Regions from separate parts of the Mus musculus genome. Here region 2 is linked to region 1. The links are chromatin contacts, called in public Hi-C maps. All regions are on one chromosome and are shown on one strand. Each heading gives the region's core, a stretch centred on a gene start, on an enhancer-like site or on the middle of the called end of the contact. The rest is flanking DNA. Distances are from core to core; before and after follow the strand shown. Region 1 overlaps Myo18a (myosin XVIIIA). Region 2 holds the start of Pigs (phosphatidylinositol glycan anchor biosynthesis, class S).

Evidence for each region. Hi-C and Micro-C count contacts between places; a contact is called where the count stands out from the background.
Region 2: a contact with region 1 is called in a Hi-C map of CD4 T cells, with 4 times the contacts expected there. The contact joins the promoter of Pigs here to the enhancer-like site in region 1. A contact is called at or near these places in 1 of 39 promoter capture datasets (liver), 1 of 484 Hi-C or Micro-C datasets (CD4 T cells), 1 of 115 datasets of contacts at active chromatin or transcription factors (pancreatic cancer cells) and 1 of 9 other capture datasets (pancreatic islet).

The regions. Positions count from the first base shown.
Region 1 is chr11:77,788,686-77,793,888 of GRCm38.p6, forward strand. The region is part of intron 1 of Myo18a (myosin XVIIIA); the gene reads left to right. Among named protein-coding and RNA genes, the nearest start is that of Gm10277, 2.7 kb to the left of the region's middle. Within about 2 kb of position 3,521, at least 277 of the 459 cell types and tissues checked have an H3K27ac peak or open chromatin away from gene starts, as enhancers often do. A contact at or near this core is called in liver and pancreatic cancer cells, where this site is marked.
Region 2 is chr11:78,324,967-78,330,420 of GRCm38.p6, forward strand. Pigs (phosphatidylinositol glycan anchor biosynthesis, class S) reads left to right here and starts at 3,456. Exons shown (of 12, transcript NM_201406.1): 1 at 3,456-3,542; 2 at 3,766-3,905; 3 at 4,009-4,120. The coding sequence starts at 3,509. It overlaps Aldoc (aldolase C, fructose-bisphosphate), which reads left to right. Exons shown (of 9, transcript NM_001303423.1): 5 at 83-243; 6 at 363-446; 7 at 676-850; 8 at 969-1,168; 9 at 1,296-2,815. The coding sequence ends at 1,388.

The DNA.
Region 1 (5,203 bases), core at 2,271-4,770:
AAGATGACTCAGTGGTTAAGAATACTTGTTCTGGCCGGGCAGTGGTGGCACATGCCTTTAATCCCAGTACTTGGGAGGCAGAGGCAGGTGGATTTCTGAGTTCAAGGCCAGCCTGGTCCAGGACAGCCAGGGCTACATAGAGAAACCCTGTCTTGAAAAACCAAAAGAAAGAAAGAAAGAAAAAAAAGAATACTTGTTCTGGAGCTGGAGAGATGACTCAGAGCATTGACTGCTCTTCCAGAGGTCCTGAGTTCAATTCCCAGCAACCACATGGTAGATCACAACCATCTGTAATGAGATCTGATGCCCTTTTCTGGTGTATCTGAAGACAGCAACAGAGTACTCATATACATAAAAGTAATAAAAACTTCTGAAAAACCCAGAACCCTTGTTCTAGCAAAGGATCAGAGTTCGTTTCCTGTGATGGTCTTATGATGGCTCACATCTATAACTCCAATTCCAGGGATGCTAACACCCTCTTCTGACCTCATACATCTATACAGACAAGACACTCATATACATAAGAAAATTAAAAAGAAATTTAAAAGTGCTCAACTTATTAAAAGAGTAAGAATGGGGGAGGGGTAAACTAATCTGTACTGGGTTCTCTTTTTGTCCCACCCATTTTCTTTTTTTCTTTTTTTTTTTTTTTAAAGATTTATTTACTTATTATATGTAACTACACTGTAGCTGTCTTCCAACACTCCAGAAGAGGGCGTCAGATCTTGTTACAGATGGTTGTGAGCCACCATGTGGTTGCTGGGATTTGAACTCCAGACCTTCGGAAGAGCAGTCGGGTGCTCTTACCCACTGAGCCATCTCACCAGCCCCCACCCATTTTCAAAACTCCCCTGCCTGCAGCTTGTACTGCTGCCTTAGAAGCAGATGTGTGCGTATAGGGATTGGTGAGGGGCTGGTTCTGTCTGTAGGAGCCGCTCCCAGCTCATCTGGGACAAGAAGAGGAAGGCAGCTCAGAGGGAAGGGCTCAGACATCAGGACTGATGTATGGCTTTGGTAACATTTTGGGTGATGTGTGGCTTTCGGCTGGCTTGCCTCCGGCTGAGTGACCTTGGGCAGATTCTTTCATCTCTCTGGGCCTTATTTCCCTCTGCTATAAAACAAGAGTAATAATGGTGCTTATAAGTGTTGTGAGGGCTGACAGACATAGTGCATTTAAAATCACTTTGAATAGCGCCTCAAAAACTATTAAAGTGGTTCCCATCACCTCAAAGGGTAATAGACCTAAAGTGGATGCCCAACACCTACATATACTATGTCCTGTACATGGGTATTTACGGTAAATTTTAATTCATAAATTAAGTACAGTAAGAGGTTAACAGTAACAGCAAGATAAAATAATCCTAACCGAACATTGTAATAAAGCTTACAAATGTCCACATGCCGTGATCAATACCAGGAATCCCACCACTTAGGGAGTGGAGGAGGAGAAACAGGAATTCAAGATCACCTTGAATTACATAGCAAATTTGATGCCAGCCTGGGCTACATGAGACCCTGTATTAAAACAAAACAAAAGAAAAGAAAAACAAAACAAAATCATCAAATGAGAAACCTGATGAATCCTTTGTTTCTAGAATTTGCCATTAAGTTGTTTTGGACTGCAGTTGACTGTGGCTAACTGAAACTGTAGCAGGTGGGACCAGGACTGTGGGGATGACTGTGGGGATGACGATCATTCGGGGCTCCAGAGAGAGAGCAGCACCCTCGTCAATCCACTTCTGAACCCCAGGAAGTGCTTGGTGTCTGGAGTGAGACCATCTGTGTGCAGAAGTGCTGCAGGCTCTGTTCCAGTTAAGGACGCAGCTGCGTGTTCTTTGCTCGTGTCCTCGGGGTAGTGCCTTTTCCCACAGTGTCCTTCCAGTGGAGCTGGGGAAGCAGCCTGAGCTTCCTCAGGGTCCCTCTGAGCATGGACAGCTTGCCCTGAGCTCCAGCCTGCTCTTTATAGTTTCACTCCCGCTCTTCAAACCGTGCTGAGTTTTCTCTGTCTGTCTGGGACCAGTGCCTTTGAGCTCCAGGTCTTCTGTTTGTTTTCCAGTTGATAAGCTTACTCTGCTCTTTGTTGTCAACTGTCTTCATGCCTGTCTTGCTCCCAGCAGCCATCTCCAGTAAGGCTAAGCAAGAAGAGAGGCGCAGGATTTAAAGGCAGCTCTCACCTGCTATCTCCTGGTGTCATCCTTACCACACACAGGAGTTTGTGCAGACTCTTCTGTGGATTTCCCTGAGAAAATTTCCAGGCCCTGTGGTAGGATGTGCTACCAGTCAGACCCGCTCAGTGGTCTCACTCTTCTATGTAACCAGGCTTAGTAGGGCTTGTCTGCGTCACTGCAGCAGGTACCCAGAGTCCGTTGTCCTCACCCTCATTTTGTCCCATGAGGCTGTCTAGAGGGAGATGTCCAGTTTGGCCGTCAGTACCCCATGGCCGAAGTCCTGGCCAGCCAGGGACAAGGTGACTTCATTGACTTTATTTGCCCTTGAAATGAACCTTGAAGGTTTTGCTTAGGCCCCTTTCTGGGAGTCCTGCAGCCAGTGCTCTGGTGGGAAACCCTCAGGCCGCTACATTCCAGACATCTTACCCAGTGCTGGCCCGAGGACTGTGGAAACAAGGGCGGATTGTGCTGGGCTGAGGGGCTTTCTCCCAAGCCGGGGCGCCTTGGGGTGGAGGCTGGCTTTCCTTCAGTCTCCTTCCAGCCCTGTGGCATCTGGCTTCTGCTCATTGGCTGGATGCTAATTGTGACTGCTCTCTCTCCCCCATTTCTTTTTGAGGCCCAGGGAACAAGACTCCACACATGGGACAAGGGTGTAAGCAGACTGTGGGCAGGGGCGGGGGAGGACAGCAGCAAGTCAGGGACACCCTCTGAAGGACGCTTGGCCAAGAGTGACCTTAAGCAGCCTGGAGGGGGACCTCCTGGGCCAGAACTGACCAACAGAACACACTGCAAAATAGAAATGTCCTGTGGTCACGTGGCCTCTGAACACTTGGAACCTGGCTTGTGCAACAGAGAAGCAGAACTTTACATTTTACTTGATTTTAATTTAATACAAAATATCCCTGGTATTTTTAATGTAACTTAAATTTAAATTGCTTTCGTGGCCAGTGGCTACTGTGTGGAACACTACAGCTCCAGATGGCTCCTAGAAGTGTGGGGTGGGGGCGGGGAAGCAGTTCTTACTTCTTATCTCCTTCTGCAGAGAGCTCCCCCCACCCGCCTCCCCAGGCTGAGCCTGGTGGCATTTCTCCTTCCTGTCAGGAAGGAAGGTTTGTTCTCTGGCAATTTCCCCACTTCACCAACTCTGGAATCCTGATGCCCTAGAGACAAGAGGTCCCTGGCAATGTGCCACCACACTATGGCAGTATTTCCCCGCCTTGCCAAATGCGACTCTTGCCCAGCTTGGTAACACACAGGTGCTCACAAGCCCAGTGGGTTTGGCGGGCTCTGCACGTGGGGGTGGGGGCGGAGACCAGGTAGGCAAAGCAGAAACCTCTTCCTGCTTCTGTGGGGACTGGGCTGGCTTTGTTGTTACTTCAAAGGGTTCTAGAAACAGGCCCAGGAAGGTCCTCAAGAAGTGAGCACACAGATCTTCAAATACAGGATCTGTGTGCCCCCCTACCCCCCGCCTCTGTTTAGGGGAACCTGAGAGTGCCTGAAGGAGCCTCTCTGCCTTTAAGAATGAGGATGCCAGCTTTCACACCCTGGAAGACCTTCCTTGGGCTTTATTAAATCAGTGTGGCCAGCCCTTAAGCTGGTTTTCCTTTATTCTTCTGTGGAAATAGAGAAAAGCGGTCGTTTATATGAAAAGAACACAGTGCTTCATTGTGCTTGTTCTCGAATGTCAGCCAGACAGGATGGGATGTGAATATAGTGAATGCGGTGTAATTAGTAGACTCAGACCCAAGTCTCCCTGAGATTTGAGGCAGAGCCTGGTGAAACCGTCAAGACAGGTCCTGGGCTTTGGGCCTTGTGGAAAATTGGAAAGGCAGAGGCAGTTTGGAAATCCCCAGAGCCAGAGGAAATCCCCAGGGACTGAGAATCCCCAAAGAGAAACGGTACCCCCGGAGCCACCAATCAGGTAGTCTTTCTATGTATCCAGGATCTGACGGTTTAGTTTTTGGGGGTAGACACCTGTTCTTGTAGAGCAGAAAAAAATGGTGCGCTCGTACACAGGGTTCTGAGCAAACCTTTGGATGTGTAAAACTGCAGTCTGGTGGAATGGAGGGCCGGAGTGGCCGATCCTTGAGTCTTTGGGACAGAGATCTGTGACTGCCCTCCCTATGCCCACTGACTCCACTTACTGCTTGTCTGAGGCCGCTCGCCACTATAAAACTCAAGACGTGGCTTAAATCTTTGAACTATAAACTCAGGTATTCATTCATTCACTTTTCCATCAGTAAACACTTAGTAAACATCTACGTGTTGGTGCTATTTCAGGTACAAAGGATAAGTTAGTAATGAAAAAAAATATAGGCGCCCAGCGCATTTTTGCACCTCCATTGCCATCTCTCTCCTGGGTAAAGTGAGAGGCCATCTTGCTGCTGCAGCCCCCCTGAAGCCTCAGCTCCCCAGGACGCTTTCTGGGGGCGGGTCCACCAGAGGTGAAATCTGCAGCCTTGGCTGTGCCAGCAGGTCCATGAGAAGGGGAAGGCTGCCCTCTGCCGGAAAATCTGGGGACACTGCAGGGCGGAGTGGCTCTTGAGTTCCTAGCGCATGCGCTGAACCTGGCTCCACCCATGCGCTGGCGGCTAGGCGGAACAGGAAGTGCAGTGATAGTCAGGTCTGAGGCCGATTTGGCCACTACGGCTGCCCGTGTGTGGACTTTTCGGACAGTACAGGTTTCCACTTACCAGCCCTCACCCTCTTGAGGTCATCTCTCGGCTTCTTTAAGGAGTTTGGCTGCTTCCCTTTCAGTATCTCTTGATCACTTAGTGTCATTAAAATATGGAGACACCCCTGCTAAAGCGTTTTCTGTAAATGCTGTGTTTAAAGCTGCTGTTGAGGAACCTCAGCCGTCCTCTGATGGGGTGCACCTGTCACGATTGGTGGCTGGCGCTCCCCTACCCAGGAAGCAGAAGTTCTGTGGTCTCTCCCAAGTCCTTAGGGCTGAGTGCTTGAAACAGGGCTCCCTAAACTTCCCTAAACAACAAGTTCCATTTGTTTTATTAGGTACTGTAAATTAGTAATACAAA
Region 2 (5,454 bases), core at 2,206-4,705, 540 kb after region 1:
CCTGTTGGGTGGGTACAGGGGTGGGACATGTTGATGCTGGCAAGATGGAGGCAGGGTGGTAAGGCTGGCACTGTGTTTTCAGGGCTGGATGGGCTCTTGGAACGCTGTGCTCAGTATAAGAAGGACGGTGCTGATTTTGCCAAATGGCGCTGTGTACTAAAAATCAGTGATCGCACGCCGTCGGCACTGGCCATATTGGAGAATGCCAACGTGCTGGCCCGCTATGCCAGCATCTGCCAGCAGGTGTGTGCTGGGGGGTTGGGTGGTTGGATGAGGGCCCCGGGGCCGGTGGAGATGTGCTTTCATGGCTTTCTCCCATCCTATCTTCTACTTCTTCCAGTTAACCCTGCTCTTGCTTTCAGAATGGGATCGTGCCTATTGTGGAGCCTGAGATTCTGCCTGACGGAGACCATGACCTCAAACGTTGCCAGTATGTTACAGAGAAGGTAAGACCAAACATAGCCGGGAGGGACAGCCTAGCAGGGGTGCCTGTACCCCATCCCTGCTAAGATCCAGGCACACTTTCCCTTAAGGATCTTTACTGATACCCAAACGGGCTTCATAGACTAAGTCTATGCTGAGCCCTTGGTTTCCTGTACCCACCTACCCCTGGGTGAGGAGCACAGTGCGCTAGGCAGTGGTCCCAGCCCTGTACAAACCTCCTCTGCTCCCCAGGTCCTGGCTGCTGTATACAAGGCCCTGAGTGACCATCATGTATACCTCGAAGGGACTCTGCTCAAGCCCAATATGGTGACCCCTGGCCATGCCTGTCCCATCAAGTATAGCCCAGAAGAGATCGCCATGGCAACTGTCACTGCCCTGCGTCGTACTGTGCCCCCAGCTGTCCCAGGTACTAAACTGCTCCTATCCCTTCAGGTCTGACTTGAGGGTTTTCCATGACACCGGGGTCCTTTACCCTGGGCAAGACAGAGAATGATCAGTCAGTCTGTCTTCTCCTTCTACTCCAGGGGTGACTTTCCTGTCTGGGGGTCAGAGTGAAGAGGAGGCTTCTCTCAACCTCAATGCCATCAACCGCTGCCCACTTCCCCGGCCCTGGGCCCTCACCTTCTCCTATGGGCGTGCCCTGCAGGCATCTGCACTCAATGCCTGGAGAGGACAAAGGGATAATGCTGGGGCTGCTACTGAGGAGTTTATCAAGCGGGCAGAGGTAGGGAGCTAGAGGTGATGACTTGGGGAGGGATTCTGTGGACCACAGAGGTCCCAAACCGGGCAGCGTGCATTCCACATCCGTGGTCTGGCTCAGTCTGCTCATTGAATCCCATTCCGTTTTGCAGATGAACGGGCTTGCAGCCCAGGGCAGATATGAAGGCAGTGGAGATGGCGGAGCGGCAGCACAGTCCCTCTACATCGCCAACCATGCCTACTGAGGCACGCTGACTCTACCCACAGCCCTTGGCCTAGCAATGCACATCCCATTTTGCCTATAGTCACAGCCAGGGCCAAATAGCTATGCAGAACAGAGATATCTTTATCCAGCGCCAAGTCATCTCACATCTCACATGCCTTACATTGCTGTACCCGAGACCACAGGATGGGAGGGTAGAGATGCCCTCCCATGTTTGAAGATGGGGGGACTTTCTAGAAGTCAGAACAGAACATGTGGACCTTTTTCCTGTCTCCACCAGCCCTTACAGTTACCCTTGATGGTATAGTTTGTCCTTGGGCTCTGCTTGCTAATTTTCTCTCTTGGGATCAGGGGGACGTGAACTCCAGCCCTGACTCGTGCTCCTTATGCTCTGAGTACATAGCAAATAAATGAGAGCAAAACACAGCACACCGCTCTGTCTGTCTGTCTGTTGCACATACCAAAGTCTACCTCCATGTGTGCGACCTCTTGCTGATCCTATCTCAGAGCCCCTCTGATTGTGGTGGTGGTGGTGAGGTGAGATCTGAGTTTTCCTGAGCTTCAAGTTTTGTGGAGGAAGGGTTCACCTGGCTCACCATCCCTAGCTCAGGCTCCTACCTGCTGATTTCCAAAGCTGGAGTTGTTGTTAGAGGGCCTGGGGGTGGAGAGGAGGGTACAGGTCTTCCAGGGACTGACACATTAAAGGATCCAGCAGGATGAGAAACTCCATTTTGTGCAAGGCTCAAAGGGGACAAGCAGGGATCAGAGTGGGCCAGTTCTCCTCCATCTCTGAAGAATGTGCACTTAGGTCTTTTCCAATAAGGAAACCTTCCAAGCCTCGGGGCTACAGAGCTGAGTGTCTAGAAGCTTGCCAAGGGCTATGACCCACTTCCATGTAGAGAAGGGATTCATCGGAGGGTTCTGGACTTGTTAGAACTGATAGGGCTTTGTGGTGAATGATTACCCCTGGGCTAGAGTGTGAGGTAGGGTGACACTAGACAGATGTGCACTGGAAAAGTCATTGATGTTCTGCTCTGTGTGGCCTGACCTTATAATCAAAGCAGCTAACTCAGCAATTTCCATATGCTTCTGCCAGGCACTGTTCTTCTAACCATTATTATATGCATTAACACAGCTCTGTAAAGTAGGTACCATTGTACTTTTCATAGGAGGAAACAGGCTTCAAAGAGAGGCTGAGAGGCTATTTAGGATTCGAACAGCAGGCATTACTATATAGAGGCTGTGCTCAGGAATTTTTCAATGAAGCATCCTCAATCGCTCGAATTGGAATCGATTTTTAAATCCTAGTCTATAGTCTCGGCTAGTTGGGAGGCTGAGGTATCAGACATTAGGGACAGGATCACTTTAACCCTCTGGATCGTATAGGGAGATCTGTCTCAACATTAACTAAAATAAAATTAATCACATAGTAGCCAACCATGCTAAAAAGTTACCGTTTTGTCAGTTTTATCTTTAAGCTTTGAAGAGCTGGTGCTCTGAAGAAAAGACCTATGTTAGAAATGACATTAGGGGCTGGTGAGATGGCGCAGGGGGTAAGAGCACCCGACTGCTCTTCCAAAGGTCCGAAGTTCAAATCCCAGCAACCACATGGTGGCTCACAACCACCTGTAACAGAGATCTGATGCCCTCTTCTGGTACGTCTGAAGACAGCTACAGTGTACTCACATATAATAAATAAATAAATCTTTAAAAGAAGAAAAAAAAAAAAAAGAAATGACATTAGAAAACTTTTCGGGAGTCAGGTTCTTGATAAGCTCGACTTCATTTAAGTAAATATTCCCCTTCCGCTGAACGTGGTGGTGCATGTAATCCCCTGCATTGGAGAGGGCCCAGAGTCCGAGGCCAGCCTGGGCTACATGGAGATTATCGCCTTCTCTAAACTGGCGTTGTAGAGCTAAACAGTACCAGGTGCACTCAATGAAAAGCCAGGGTCAGATTGAAAGTGTAGCCGAGCGCGTACCCTCTCACGGGCTCCGCCTGCGCACTGGCGTGCGTCAGCAGTGTTGCTCGTGATTGGCAGCGGTCGCGCACCGTGGTCCCGCCCCCTCATTCTGGAGTTTCCGATTGGAGAAAGCTCATGAGGCCCCGCCCCATCGGCGACCTGGGCAGCCGGAAGGGACCATGGCGGCCGCAGGAGCTGCGGCCACGGACCTAGGTGCGGTGGATTTCAGGTGGAGGGCGCAGTGGGGAGGTCTCGCGGGCAGAATGTGTGGGTGGGGCGCGAGAAGCCTGACAGCTCCCTCCAGCCTGGGGTTGGGGGTCCGCCACGCGGGAGCGGCTTGCTCGGGGTTCCCGGCCGCCCGCACTCCTCCACGATCCCGGTGTGGCGGGCATCGCACCCTAGTTCCCGCGTCTTAGTCGGCCCTCTGTGCCCTCAGAGGTGGTCCGGGGCAAGCGTTCCGCGCTTTTCTTCGCCGCGGTGGCCATCCTTCTGGGACTGCCGCTCTGGTGGAAGACGACGGAGACTTACCGGGCCCCATTGCCTTACTCAGACATCAGTGGGCTGAATGCTCTGCTGGTGAGACTGGGTGGGGAGAACCGGGGCTGGGGGACCGGGGGGCAGCCCAGCTGTAAGGTGCAGACATTGCTAAAGACCCCGATGCCCCTCATCCCTCGCGCAGCTCCGGCTCATGGTGCCAGTCACAGTTGTGTTTACTCGGGACTCTGTGCCCCTGGACGACCAAGAGAAGCTACCTTTCACCGTTGTGCATGAGCGAGAGATCCCTCTGAAATGTGAGTTCCCATGAAGAGGTGTCAGGGCTGCTTTTTCCATCTGAGCCAGGCCCAAAACCCAGAGTTGGAATGCATAGGAGGGGCGAGGGCGACTCATAACTTACTTTAAAATGTTTTATTACATTTACTTAGTGTGCGCGCGCACATGTATGTTTGTGTGGATGTCTGTGCTGTGGAGCATCTTGTGGAGGTCAGAGGATCACTTGCGAAAGTCATTTCTCCTCCCACCATATGGGTCCTGGTCTTGGGGATCCAACTCAGGTCATCAGGCTTGGTATCAAGAGCCATCCGCCTGCTTCCCCCAAATCCTAAGAAAAGAGATCTCCTTTGGAATGTTCACTTGGGGGTTTGTGTTAGTCTAAAGTACAGTGCCTGTCCTTATGACAGTGATTTATGTCATACGGTAAATTATGCCACCTTATCCTTAGCAATTGATACCCATCAGTGCATAGGGAAAGCAGGTTGTAGCTGAAAGAAAACGGGAGTTTGAAGTTACATCGGATGTGTATTCAGACCTTTGTCATTTTAACATCACACACTGTATTGTTAGGCACTTTGTTAGGTACCAAGAACTTGAGGGTGAATAATAAATTGGTAATATTTTAAAGATGTTTATAGTTAACATCAGAAAGAAAGAAACTAGCAAAATACTGTAAGGCAGGAGGTTTGGTCTCGTGGTGGAGTCACGGGAGAGCCTGAACTCCATTCTCACCTGCCGGGGAGTAGAAAAAGGTGCAGAAGGGCTTGGGCAATGTGATTTTTGAGGTTGGGTGTTTCTGGCTTTTTGAGACAGGGTTTCTTTGGGTAGCCCTGGCTGTCCTGGGTCTTGCTGTGTAGACCAGACTTGCACCACACCTGGCAAGGACTCTGATCTTTATTGGATGCATAATCTCATGTTCAGTTTTGTTTTTTCATCAGTATTTTTTTTTTTTTTTTACTAAATGATTTAGGTTTTATTTCGGTTTCATGTGTTCTTTTTTTTTTTTTATTTTAAATTACGTATTTTCTTCAATTACATTTCCAATGCTATCCCAAAAGTACCCCCCCCCTACTCCCCTACCCGCCCATTCCCATTTTTTGGCCCTGGCATTCCCCTGTACTGGGGCATATAACGTTTGCCTGACCAATGGGCCTCTCTTTCCAGTGATGGCCGACTAGGTCATCTTTTGATACATATGCAGCTAGAGTCAAGAGCTCTGGGGTACTGGTTAGTTCATAATGTTGTTCCTCCGATAGGGTTGCAGATCTCTTTAGCTCCTTGGATACTTTCTCTAGCTCCTCCATTGGGGGCCCTGTGATCCATCCAATAGTTGACTGTGAGCATCCACTTCTGT